Linked DNA regions of Zea mays: regions 1 and 3 are each linked to region 2. The links are chromatin contacts, called in public Hi-C maps. All regions are on one chromosome and are shown on one strand. Each heading gives the region's core, a stretch centred on a gene start, on an enhancer-like site or on the middle of the called end of the contact. The rest is flanking DNA. Distances are from core to core; before and after follow the strand shown.

The links. Hi-C and Micro-C count contacts between places; a contact is called where the count stands out from the background.
Region 1: a contact with region 2 is called in a Hi-C map of leaf, with 6 times the contacts expected there. The contact joins the promoter of LOC103637751 here to the promoter of LOC100285922 in region 2. A contact is called at or near these places in 7 of 25 Hi-C or Micro-C datasets (bundle sheath, ear, endosperm and 1 more).
Region 3: a contact with region 2 is called in a Hi-C map of endosperm, with 5 times the contacts expected there. The contact joins the promoter of LOC100281619 here to the promoter of LOC100285922 in region 2. A contact is called at or near these places in 5 of 25 Hi-C or Micro-C datasets (bundle sheath, ear, endosperm and 2 more).

Annotation. Positions count from the first base shown.
Region 1 is chr1:108,552,133-108,556,216 of Zm-B73-REFERENCE-NAM-5.0, forward strand. LOC103637751 (protein NRT1/ PTR FAMILY 8.3) reads right to left here and starts at 2,255. Exons shown (of 5, transcript XM_008660649.3): 1 at 1,750-2,255; 2 at 1,461-1,524; 3 at 1,114-1,331; 4 at 470-1,020. The coding sequence starts at 1,815.
Region 2 is chr1:108,821,697-108,825,925 of Zm-B73-REFERENCE-NAM-5.0, forward strand. It overlaps LOC100285922 (ankyrin protein kinase-like), which reads left to right and starts at 2,018. Exons shown (of 4, transcript NM_001158811.1): 1 at 2,018-2,047; 2 at 2,215-3,804; 3 at 3,903-3,980; 4 at 4,100-4,229. The coding sequence starts at 2,261.
Region 3 is chr1:108,500,128-108,504,777 of Zm-B73-REFERENCE-NAM-5.0, forward strand. It overlaps LOC100281619 (peptide transporter PTR2), which reads right to left and starts at 2,104. Exons shown (of 3, transcript NM_001154538.2): 1 at 1,777-2,104; 2 at 1,476-1,693; 3 at 1-1,348. The coding sequence starts at 1,921.

The sequences.
Region 1 (4,084 bases), core at 1,005-3,504, 270 kb before region 2:
TTTCAAAGCTATATGCAGTATGGTGTAACCTTTCAAGTCTAGGGTCCACATCTAGAATAGTCATTTATTGCTCAAATCACATAATTCAGAGTTGTTGTCTTTTTCCAATAATTTTGTACTTATTTTTGGCCCAAGACATGCTTTCTTTCATCACACAAAGTTTCAGTCCTGCGTGATTGCAGGTTCTGGTGAGCAGTAGCGATATTAGACCCTGTCTATCTTTCAAATGCCTCTTCACTCTTTCTATGTAATGAAGCAATTAAACTAAAATGTAAACTTAAGACAACTTTCCCTGCTATGTTAGCTCTGAAGTCCATTAGGGCTTGTTCGGCTAGGAGTGGATTGGAGGGGATTAAATCCCTTACTAGTCAAAATTGAATAGGATGGGATTTAATCCACCTCAATCCCCTCTGATCCGAGTGCAAGTGCAACCGAACACAGCCTTATTGGGACAAAGTGATAGATTTACCTGAATTCGTCAGTGTGTTCAATTTTGTTCGGCACAATGCTGCTTGATTCATTCCCTTCAAACAACAGTGTGCTATCAGCAGGAACCGCCACTCCTCTCTTCTTATAAGAGGCAACAAACACCATGACTATACTCTTGAGTGGGCTCCCAGTTGGAAGTTGAACCCTGTAAAGCGGTGTTCCAACCAAAAAGGCAACTGCGGCGATAACAAGGCATATCGAGGAGATGCCGAATCCAAGAGACCAAGCGACATTTTGCTGTATCCAGACAAGAACAGTGCCGGAGATGAACACTCCAAGGTTGACAGCCATGAAGAACCAACTGAAGAACAGTTGCTTGCTTTTACTCTCTTCGGCGTTCGCATCATTGTACTGATCTGCTCCCAATGGAAGTAAAGCTGACTTGACGCCCCCCGTACCAATGGAGATGAGGTACAATGAACCAAAGAGCACAAAATACTGAAACCCTGTTGCAGGTGGGCATGAACCGCCTTCACACGAGGCAGGCCGTAGGGACGGTATGACGGCAGAGGTGGTAATTATGAGCAGGCCCTATTTGCAGATAATGGTTATGAACATAAGAAGGGGCTACATAGTGGAAGAGGATCAGTACTGTATGAAGACGAAGATGGTGCCTGCACTTACAACAACGTAGAATATTATGGAGATAGCTGCGGTCTTGTACTTCCCCCAGTATGTATCAGCAAGAAAGGCTCCAAGGACCGGCGTAAGAAACGTGGCGCCGTTCCACGCATCGACGTTCGCTGCATTGGAGGCGGTGGTTCCATGGAGGACGGTTCCAAGGTACACGACCAGGTTGAGTGCTATACCAGAGTAAGCAATGCTCTCCAAGAATTCGAAGGCTGGGGATGCAAAGCAGCACGAGTGGTTACACAGACAGCTTGGTAGATAAACAACAATGCAAAGACTTGACAGGCATGTAAGCACACTGCTTGAAACATATGGTTGTGTTAAGATGAGATGTGACATACCCAAAATAATGGCTGGGGCCTTCCAGCTGAAGGGTTTGTTATAGTGCTGATTCGCTGAGGAAACCTGCAGGGACAAAAAGAAAATCATCATGCTGACTGCTGTGGGACTGAAACGAGGAGAAAAAGCATGTATTGGTGAAAGAAAACAACAAGTCTCGAGCTTTCTTTCTTCGTTCGGCCAAGCAAAGCAGCAGCAGAACACGAGAACTGTAGCGAGGGTTGGATATAGATCGAATCGAGAGATGCGAAGCAGGAGGAGGAGGGCGCAGGGGATTGGGGATTCGGTTACCTGCGTCTGGCTGGGAGGGGGATGCGGCAGCAGGGGAGACCGGGTATCTCCGGTCTCCGCGTCCATCGCGGGGACCGGCGGCCGCCGGCGCCGAAGATTACCTACCCCCTTTTCTTCTGTTGTTCTTCCACGGAGAAGGGAAGCTGCTACTTCAGGTATATGGTCCAAGCAAGGGCACAAGAAGGGAAGGAGGATATAATATAACAACTGTCCTCGCCGAGCATGAGCACGGGGGCACGGCCTCCACCAATCAATCCATGCCCGACCCCGTCTATCGTAAGTCGTCCACCTCACCCACCCGCATGTGGAAGGGCTGCGATGCGCATGCGACCGAGTTTGGTTCCGATCTTGCCTGCTGGGCAACCATCGATTCCGTCACTATATATCTAACAGTAAGACAATGAGGTCGCAACCAAACGCGGATCGTAATAACGCTGACAAAAAAAGGGACCGGCTGGCTCTCAATCTCTCGTTCCGTCGTCGTCTTCCCCCCTTGCCATCAATTCGCGGCAAGCGATTTTGACAGGAGGTGGACATAATTTATTTGCGTCTATATTAAGAAATCTAAAGGGATTAAACACGTACTGTAACCACGTGCCGCCGAGTCTTGGTGAGGAAGGATGCAGGTATACACTGTTCATGTTTGGGAGTCAATGCAGTAATCAAAGATTCTAACCTCTTCAATCCCTTCCATTACTCAAGTTCCCAAACAAACTCTAAGGCATCGTTTAGAATTAAAGATAATAGAGGGGATTGAGGTGACCAAAATACCTTGACGATTAGTTTGAGAGTTAAAATATCGGAGAGCATTGAGAGGCTAAAATCACATTCTTATTCAAAATTTAATAAGAAGAGGATTTTAGCTCATTCAATCATCTCTATTTTGTAGCTCCCAAAATAGCCTTGAATAGTAAGAAATTTTGGCCTCCTCGATCCCCTCCATTACACTTGCTTCTAAACAAGCCCTAAGCAAAAATACCGAAGGGTTTAAGAGGCTAAAATCTCTTTGGTATTCAAAATTGAATAACAGTGGGATTTTTAGCCCTTAAATATCCTTCGGTATTTTTGTTCTAAACAACTCTTGAGGGCATGTACAATATAGATATTATGTTATGGTTTTTAAGCACCAGATATATTTAAGAAACTTGTTTATACAACCTAACGTATCTAAACCTAACGTATCTAAGTATTGTATTTTATTCGGTACAACCGTCAAGGCAACTCATTTACGTGGGTTTTATAGGTGAAACCACACCTTACATACAAACTGTGCTAGAGACAAACTATGCTACAGACATTCTTTCACTAAGATATGTCTTTTTTTACATTTACTGTCTTACATACTCTTAAGATACATATCATTTGATATGTGGGTTGTACTTGATTGATGATATGAGTTTGTGCTCACGATAATAAGCGTCTCTTCCGCTCTACGCCTCTACCATATGGTCTTCACTCTTCAGCAGGAATGGCACCGATGTCTGATTATTTTCGATTCCATGATACTTTGGACTTACTAATTAGTTACTCATAAATTGCTATATTTTCTATATATCATATAGGTAGATCCTATTTAAATAAGATAGCTATTTAAATATTATTATATTATTTATATTTTTAAATTATTAGTATATGTATATTTATGATATCTCTCCTTTGTATAATGCAAATAGATATAGTTATGGTGGTAGAAGACGCTCACCTTTTTATCGAATGCCCACGGTTTGAATTCCTGAAAGGGAAATGTGTATTTGGGCCATTTATATATTGTTTTGGTGATTATATGTTCAACACATATTGTTTAGACTAACATAAGGAATGAGCATAGGTACATTAAGCAAAGTGAGCTCGGAAGAGGACATAGTGCAAATCTATATGGACCAAGTAAAAAGGTGAGCTCTGGACACTTAGTTAATTGTTTTATGTGCTAATCATATTTGTCTAAGTGCCAGTGACTTTATGAAGTCAAGTCAAAAGGAGCAAAAGAGAACAAGAAATAAAAAGGAAAAGGTGTGCTGAACTGAAGAGCACACCGGACAGTCCGGTGCCATCGATCGGACAGTTCGGTGCACGATTCGGCCAGCTGCCTGCTCTCGAGAATTCTAGCCTATGTCGGCTATAATTCATCGGACCGTCTATGCGGAACGCCGAACAGTCCAGTGTGCTAGTCGCCAACGGCTAGCTGCCACGTCGGCCGAGGGCCAACGGTCAAGTGGTGCACCAGACAGTCTGGTGCCTCCACCGGATGGTCCGGTGTCCCCCAGAACAGGAAACCAACCAATCACGCGATTCTCTGTCCGCGCACTGTTCACTATTCGGTGTGCACCAGACAGTT
Region 2 (4,229 bases), core at 768-3,267:
CAGTCTCACGATCAGTCGTCCCAAGCAGTAGAGCAGAGCATCCAGGCACAACGGTGTGGGCCCCCAAGGCTTACAGCAAGACATAATCCAAAACATAATCCGTAGCACATCTGCTCAAGTAGGTGCCATCGCGGGAGCCATAATCCAAAACAATCCGTAACACATATTCATTCTCGAATACTTGTCGTCGGTTAATTTATTTTTGAAAAAAAAAACATAATAACGAATGAAAAAGAATGGAGGGAGGGATTACATTATTAGGACGTGCACTTGTCAACTGCGCGCGTCAAATCCAAGTCAAAGGGAAATGCAGCCCGCCGCGTCAGTTGGCGCCGCACTCACGTCGAAGCTGATTGAGCAGTCACCACCACCCAGGCACTCACCGCACACACTCCCGGCAGTGTAGTGCAACCGGCCGAACCCGGGCAGTGGCAGTCACCCAGCTTGCATGCACTGATGGACTGGCAGAGTGTACCGGTACCGAACGCCCAAACTAGTGTACCGTGCGTAGGTAGGAGTAGCACACACTAGTAGGACGAAGCGAAAGGAGAGAAAAAAAAAAGAAGGGACAGGGCAGCAACCGAGTCGCATGTGCGCCGGACTCACCCGAGTCCGAGGAACGTTTCGTTCCGACGCTGCTGGCGCTTTGCTGGACGGACTCGTTGGGATTCAGCAGTAAACGGGCCGGGGCCGTGATCTGGTCCAGGAATTAGGCGTGCGAGAGGCAGGTTTCGTCGACTAGTAGTAGGAGAGTAGGGCGAGGGCATCGTTGACGTGCCTTTTTGGCTGCTTTTGCTGTACTGTGCGTGCCTGCGTGCGGGAAAGAAGTTGAGGCTTGTGCCAAAAGAAAAGTTCTTTAAGGCCCTGTTTGTTTCCCTCTAGGATTATATAATCTAGATTATGGATTATACAAGCATCTATTGACGTGCTTATGGATTATTATAATCTAGGTATCTAGATTACATAATCCACCTAATAATCTGTGTTGTTTGTTTACCTCTTAACTTATTTAAGCTGGATTATATAATCTAGAGGGTAAACAAACAGGGCCTAAATCATACGCTCACAAAAGAATTAAGGTAGAACTCAGCTAAAAAGCAGTAGCTTTCTCTGGCTTCGCCACACCACTACATACGGTTTTTATGAGACTATATTGTACAAGCTTTATACAGAGCTTATTCATCACTACTAATAAATGGTTTAACTGCTCAAACTTCCAAAAAAAAACCCGGCTTTACTAATAAAGTGCAGCCGTGGCGGACGAGAAGGTTGCGGCCGGGTGGGTACGAGTACGAGAAAACTCCACCAATGACAAAGGGGTGCGCCAGTTTTCTATTTTCACCGTAGCATGGACCGATGGAGACCCATACCGCAGCAAGGTCCGGGGTCCCCTCCCGGAAACAACCACTAGTGCAGTGTGAAAATGCGAGATCGATCTGGACGGACGCGTCGTCGGCCAGCCAAAGTCGCACTCTGCGACTTCCACTCGCCTATCGCGGGGACAAGGGCACTAGCGGTTTGTGGGAGTGCCCGCGCGCCGAACCAACCAGGCATGCAATCATGTAAAATAGTACTACTACTAGTATTAGCGTGTGCCGTTCGGCCGATGACCACTGCCTGCCGCCGTCCGTTTGGCTCGCCACCATTTCTTCCCTGCCCTTCCCTGTTTCCTGGCCTGGCTTTATAATCTCTCGGTCGCTACTGATTGCCCGGGTCACTACTTCCTTCGGTTTTACTATCCCTTCGTTTCCGCTAGCCTTCTCCTTCCAGAGCAACCGCGCCATTCGTCTCCTCCGTCTCGTTCGTAGTGCAACACATACAGCCTCGTCTGGTGAAGTGAAAGAACGACAAGATCTGTGGTACGGCGGTGCCGGCCGACATCCACCCACTGTGCTACCCCTTGCGGTTCCAGCCAGCGCAGCGATCGATTCCCGCTGGCCGCTGCCGTCGGTGCCTGCCCGGTCCTCCACTCCTCCCGCTACTAGTACTAGTACCAGCACACTCCACTGTCCACTCCACTGCCAGTGCCATCCCATTCCCATCCGAGGTAAACGCGTCAACGCGACCAGCTCACCTCGTCATCTCCCATTCTCTTTCATATTTGCATGCATCTCGGTTCTCGGATGTTCGTCCCCTGCGCCTTTTTTTCTTCTTCTCTGCCACCCCGCACCCCGCACCCCGGTAATAAAAGTTTAATTTCTCCTCGCGTTACAGCTGCAGCGCTCGACGACGGGGAGAATAGCGTGGCGTGGGCGGCGCCATGAAGTACAGCAAGGAAGATAAGCCCGAGAGGGCGGGCGGCGCCGGCGCAGGGTCCAGGGCGGTGCCGGTGGCGCTCGTCGTCGTCGTGCTCTGCGCCTTCTCCTTCTACCTGGGCGGCATCTACAGCACGGGACGGAGCCTGCTGGACTCCATCCAGCCGGCGCCGACGGCTCTCCTCGCCCTCGGCGCCGCCACGACGACCCGCCGTCCCTCCGACGACGGCCAGGCTCGGCCGGCACTGGCGTCCACGGCCGCCGTGGCGTTCCCCGAGTGCCCCGCCGACTACCAGGACTACACCCCCTGCACCGACCCCAAGCGCTGGCGGAGGTACGGCAACTACCGCCTCAGCTTCATGGAGCGGCACTGCCCGCCGCCGCCCGACCGGCAGCAGTGCCTGGTGCCGCCGCCCAAGGGGTACAAGCCGCCCATCCGGTGGCCCAAGAGCAAGGACCAGTGCTGGTACCGGAACGTCCCCTACGACTGGATCAACAGCCAGAAGTCCAACCAGCACTGGCTCGTCAAGGAGGGCGACCGCTTCCGGTTCCCCGGCGGCGGCACCATGTTCCCCAACGGCGTCGGCGCGTACGTGGACCTGATGCAGGGCCTGGTCCCGGGCATGCGCGACGGCACCGTCCGCACCGCGCTCGACACCGGCTGCGGCGTCGCCAGCTGGGGCGGCGACCTGCTGGGGCGGGGCATCCTCACCGTGTCGCTGGCGCCCAGGGACAACCACGAGGCCCAGGTGCAGTTCGCGCTGGAGCGCGGCATCCCGGCCATCCTCGGCATCATCTCCACGCAGCGCCTGCCGTTCCCGTCCGCCGCCTTCGACATGGCGCACTGCTCGCGCTGCCTCATCCCCTGGACCGAGTTCGGCGGCCTCTACCTCCTGGAGATCCACCGCGTCCTCCGCCCGGGCGGCTTCTGGGTGCTCTCCGGCCCGCCCGTCAACTACGAGAACCGCTGGCACGGCTGGAACACCACCGCGCAGGCGCAGAAGGCCGACCTGGACAGGCTCAAGAAGATGCTGGCCAGCATGTGCTTCAAGCTCTACAGCATGAAGGGGGACATCGCCGTGTGGCAGAAGTCCGCCGACGCCTGCTACGACAAGCTCACCCCGGTCACCACGCCCGCCAAGTGCGACGACAGCGTCGACCCCGACGCCGCCTGGTACGTGCCCATGCGCTCCTGCGTCACGGCTCCCAGCCCCAAGTACAGGAAGCTGGGGCTCAACGCCACGCCCAAGTGGCCCCAGAGGCTCAGCGTCGCCCCGGAGCGCATCAGCGTCGTCCCGGGCAGCAGCGCCGCCGCCTTCAAGCAGGACGACGCCCGGTGGAAGCTCAGGGTCAAGCACTACAAGACGCTGCTGCCGGCGCTGGGGAGCGACAAGATCAGGAACGTCATGGACATGAACACCGTGTACGGAGGATTCGCAGGCAGCCTCATCAAGGACCCCGTCTGGGTCATGAACGTCGTCTCCTCCTACGGCCCAAACTCCCTCGGCGTCGTCTACGACAGAGGGCTCATCGGCGTCAACCACGACTGGTTGGTAACTTAATTATATCTTCGATTGGTTCCAATCAAGTTCAGTAGCTAATTGCCTCATCCACGGATGGTATACTAATAATAATGTTTATTTACAGGTGTGAGGCGTTCTCGACATATCCACGCACCTATGACCTGTTGCATCTTGATGGCCTGTTCACAGCAGAGTCTCACAGGTAAGAGAAGAAGAAGAAGAAGCAGCAGCAACGAATGGATCTCAGTTTCTCAGCTCTGCAAATTCAATAATCCAAAATAAATAAATATCATCACCAACCAATTGCAATTGCAACTGCAGGTGCGAGATGAAGTACGTGCTCCTTGAGATGGACCGTATCCTTCGTCCCACGGGCTACGCCATAATCCGGGAGAGCACCTACTTCCTCGATTCTGTGGCACCCATTGCCAAAGGGATGCGATGGAGCTGC
Region 3 (4,650 bases), core at 854-3,353, 320 kb before region 2:
CGGCGAGCACCATGTAGAGCAGCAGGTTGGCGACGCTGATGATGGTCCAGAGCCAGAAGTAGTAGTCCAGGTGGCCGGTGTCGAGGTCCGTCGCCAGCCACCCGGGCCGCTTCGTCACGGCCGCCACCAGCGTCACCACCAGCGAGTTGACGTAGAACCCCAGCGACAGCGCCAGGAAGGAGAAGGCCGAGCAGATGCTGCGCATCGCGGCGGGGGCCTCCCCGTAGAAGAACTCCAGCTGCGCGATGCCGCAGAAAACGTCGGAGCCCGCCACCAGCACGAACTGCGGCACCTGCCACACGATGCTCATCGGGCCGCTCCCGCCGTGGATGGCGCGGAGCCGGCGCCTCTCGACAAGCGCGGCCGTCCCCAGGGCCAGCACCACCAGGAACCGCCCCACGCCCATGCGCTGCAGCTGCGTCAGCCCACCGGGGCGCCCCGTCAGCCGCCGGGCCGCCGGGATGATGGCGGCGTCGTGCAGCGCCACCCACAGGAGCATGAACACCACCTCCACGGACACCAACGATGCCACGGGCACCTTGAACCGGCCGCCCAGCCGCGTGTCCATGGCCATCCCCTGCTGGATGAAGGTGGTGGTCATCTGCCCCAGCGACGCCGCGTACAGCACGCACGTCATCCAGATGGGAAGCATCCGCACCAGGATCTTGACGCCCTCCACCTCGCTCACCGTGCACAGAGACCATTCGCTCTCCCGCTCCTTGTCTCCGTCCATGACGATGATCGCCGCGGCCTTGTCAAGGCACCGCAGACCCTTGGTGCGCGCCAGTCGCTGCTGCTGTCCAGCGCTATCGCCGTCTTCGTCTTCGTCTTCGGCTTCGTCTTCGTGCAGCAGCACCGCCGCGCCCTCGTCCCGTTCCATCCTGACGTCGCGCTTCCTGAAGGCGGCGACGAACACCCTGATGATGTCCTTGAGTGGGCTGCCCGTCGGCATCTGCACCCTGTAGCAGGGCGTACCCGCCGCGAAGGCGAGCGCGGCCACGAACAGGCAGGCCGTGCCGATGCCGAAGCCGAGCGCCCACGACACGTTCTGCTCCAGCCACGACACGAGCGTGCCGGCGACGAAGATGCCCAGGTTGATGGCGGCGAAGAACCAGCTGAAAAAGGCCTGCTTCCGCTCCGGCCGGCCCGCGTCGTCGTCGTACTGCTCGGCGCCGAAGGGGAGCAGCGCGGACTTGACCCCTCCCGTGCCGATGGAGGTGAGGTAGAGCGCGGCGAAGAAGACGGAGAACTGCGTCTTGGTCGCCGGCGCGCACGACTCCCCCATCTGGCACGCCGTGGCAGGCCGCAGCGACGGGATCGCGGCGGACACGGTGAGGAGCACCAGGCCCTGTCCATTCGGCAGCAATCGATTCAGTTCAGACATTCAGTGTCTCAGCGAGTGAGTGTCACTGTCAGGCAGGCATTCCTGAATCGCAGAATACGGGATTCGATTGGATGAGGAAGAAAAAACTCACCACGAGGTAGAAGACGATGGAGGCGAGGATGGTCCTGTACTTGCCCCAGTAGCTGTCGGCGAGGAAGGCGCCGATGACAGGGACGATGAAGGTGGTGCCGTTCCAGGTGTCGACGTGGGCGGCGTTGAAGGCGGTGCTCCCGTGCAGCACCGTGGCCAGGTACACCACCAGGTTGAGAGCCACGCCCGAGAACGCGATGCTCTCCAGCAGCTCGAAGACTGGATGTAAAAAAAAAAAAGAATCACCAACAGCTCCACACCGGAGGGAATCGAAGGCCACGGATCGGGATCAGACTCCTTACCTAGGACGATTACCGGGCCCTTCCAGGTGAAGCGCTTGGTCGCCGCCCCCGACGCGCCGCCGCCGGATTCCATGGACGAAACCGCCTCCTGCCGCTGCTGCTGGTGGCGGCGGCCATTGGAGCCGCCAGGGGGAGGCGGAGACATGCCGCTCTGCGGGGACGGGAACAATTGCCTCAGGCAGCTGCTCCTCTGCTCCTACAGAAACGATACGCAATGCCGCCCGCAGACGCGACGCGACACGCACGGACTAGAGTGCAGGCTGCTGCACCGTGGCCTGGGGTCGGTCCAGGAAGGTGACGACCAGATCGCTGGCCGCGGCAGTCAACGAGGAGGGAGGAATACGGATCATGGACGATCTCGATTCTTCATCTCCATTTTAAAATAATAGGCGGATGAGCGCCGAGGAGTCAACATGAGGCAGAAGTAGAGGACAGATCCGATGGCGTGCGGTGCGTCGTCAATCGCCGTCTCGACCGCTCCCTCCTCATGTCATTTCATCTCGTCAGCGCCGGAGCAGAGTGACTGAGTGAGAGAGCGCACGCACGCGCAAGACGGGAAGGAGTAATTAATTATTGTAGGAAAAAAAACAAGGATGGGATGAGAGCACTCGTATGTATGCAACGGATGAAATTGGAAGCCTATCCGGCGGCGGCGGCAGTTGTAACATTTGCATTTGGCTAGGATCTCTCTTCTCACTGTCGTAGTCTCGTTCTCGTCTCATCACATCTGCCAACCACCGTCCAGCTAGGAGCGCAGATGGATCCAATCCAACCAGCCGTGCATGCAAGCAATAATAATACGGCAACAGATTACAATGAACCAGGCAAAGCAACTAACTCTCGACTGGATGTGTGGCCATCGATCAAACTGCCAGAGCAGAAGCTAGCTTTCCTTTATTGACAGCTGCTGTCGTCGCTGCACAGAACACTGCTAGTACCATCTACCACAATGATATACTCCAGCATGAGTAGTCGCTAGGCACTGCAGTCAGTACCTGCGTCGCCGGAAGCAGCGGCCCGATTCCCCTCTCTCGGACGCACCCGCGCCCACACGGCTCCTCCTGCCGCTGCCGCTGCCGCCGCCCATGGGCCTGTCTGGAACACGCGGTGGACGGACGCGGCGCGACCTGTCCTATACAAAATCTTGGAGACACGTCGATGTCACCGACCGTGACGGCTCCTCGGTCGGCTATCCTATCCATCCCTTACAAATGACTCAAGGCCTCAAGGGGCAAGATGTCGTCCGCTCCATCTCCTCCTCCTTTGCAAGCAGAGCAGCTAGGTTACAGCGCAACCAACGGCACTTGGTTGAAGCAAGTGTGTTGTGTGTACGGGAAGGAAATGAAACGAGATCGTCTGACAGCAGGCACACAGAACATGGCTCAGTTGAGCACAGACAGCAGACAGCAGACAGCACAGAACAGAACACATTCAGTTGAGCACTAAACAACTGGCTCGCTCGGTTCCGTCATCATCTAATGAAACCGTGGCTGTCAGCTCGCGAAATAAACAAGCCGCTGTCCAGGCCGAACGGCCTCAGGGCTTGTTCGCTTTGGAGTGGATTGAGGGGGATTGGAGGGGATTTAATCCCCTCCTATACAAATTTTGTATAGGAGGGGATTAAATCCCCTCCAATCCCCCTCAATCCACTCCAAAGCGAACAAGCCCTCACGTGGTCCAGTTGCTGTTGCTTAGCGCAAGCACCGGGTCACACTTCCGGGCGAAAACAACGGCTGCCTGGCCTACTACACCTGCTCCTACTCCTACTCGTTCCATCCCTTCTCGAAAAGGACTAAAGAGAGATCTGACCGAGCCTTCAGTTGCTTAAACAAATCCCCGGTGTGTGTGTGGGGTATATCAATGCCTGCAAATGCTGGTGACAGGCAGGCTGGCTGGCTGGCTGGCTGTCAGCCAGCTAGGCATCATGTGACTTCATTCAACTCGTGAATACAGCACCATTTGTTTTATGGTTATCTGTAACCCAACACTCTTTACAACCAGACGTCTACTCTGGCTTGGCGTCCGTCTACCAAGCCAATGCTGACCAACAGAGCTGCGTCTGCGTGCACCTGCTCAGGCAGTCAGGCCAACGGGAATCAAATCATCGCACAACTTGCCTCGGACGCGCACGGTGTTTGCGCAAAACAAAAAGGCTCGACCAGCTGAAAGACTGCAGCCGTGAAAAAAAACAATGCCGTCTGCAGCTGTTATACATTATAGGCTGTACTTTGTTAGATACACGTGGGTTTGGCTCAATTAATATTCAATAATAATCAATACTAATGAATCACTTTAAATACTATGGTGTACTAATAAATTAGAACTGTATTGAGCGATAAAGGGACAAATCAATTAACTTAAATAGGTAAATCATTGGTGTATCTATTGAGAAGTTAAGAAAAGAGTGAGTTACTGCTACCCGTGCGGCGCCACTGTCGGTCGTAGCTCGTGGAGTCGTGGTAGATCGGACCTTGGTCCGCATATTTCTTTCAAATGATTGCCCATTTTGCTTGTATTGATGACCGTCTGTTTCCTATTTTCTGGTTGGTAACAGCCGTCAGTTACTCGTCGGTTTTCCGTTCTAATGGTGCGACCATTTCTGTCCGTTGTCCTTTTCTCTCCTTCTGACTGCCTAAAAGAATGGAGAGAGATGACTCTTCCAGGTGCGCGCGATATATCTCACACGCGTTGCAAATAGGGGTGGGCGTTCGGGTTACCCGAAATTTTCGGGTCGGGTAATTCGGGTTTTTAAAATTTCGGGTTTTGAGAATCGATACCCGAAATTACAACGGTTTTTTCAATACCCAAAAATTCGGGTACCCGAAATTTCGGGTTCGGGTTCGGGTATTCCCGAACTACCCGAACTATTGTGTT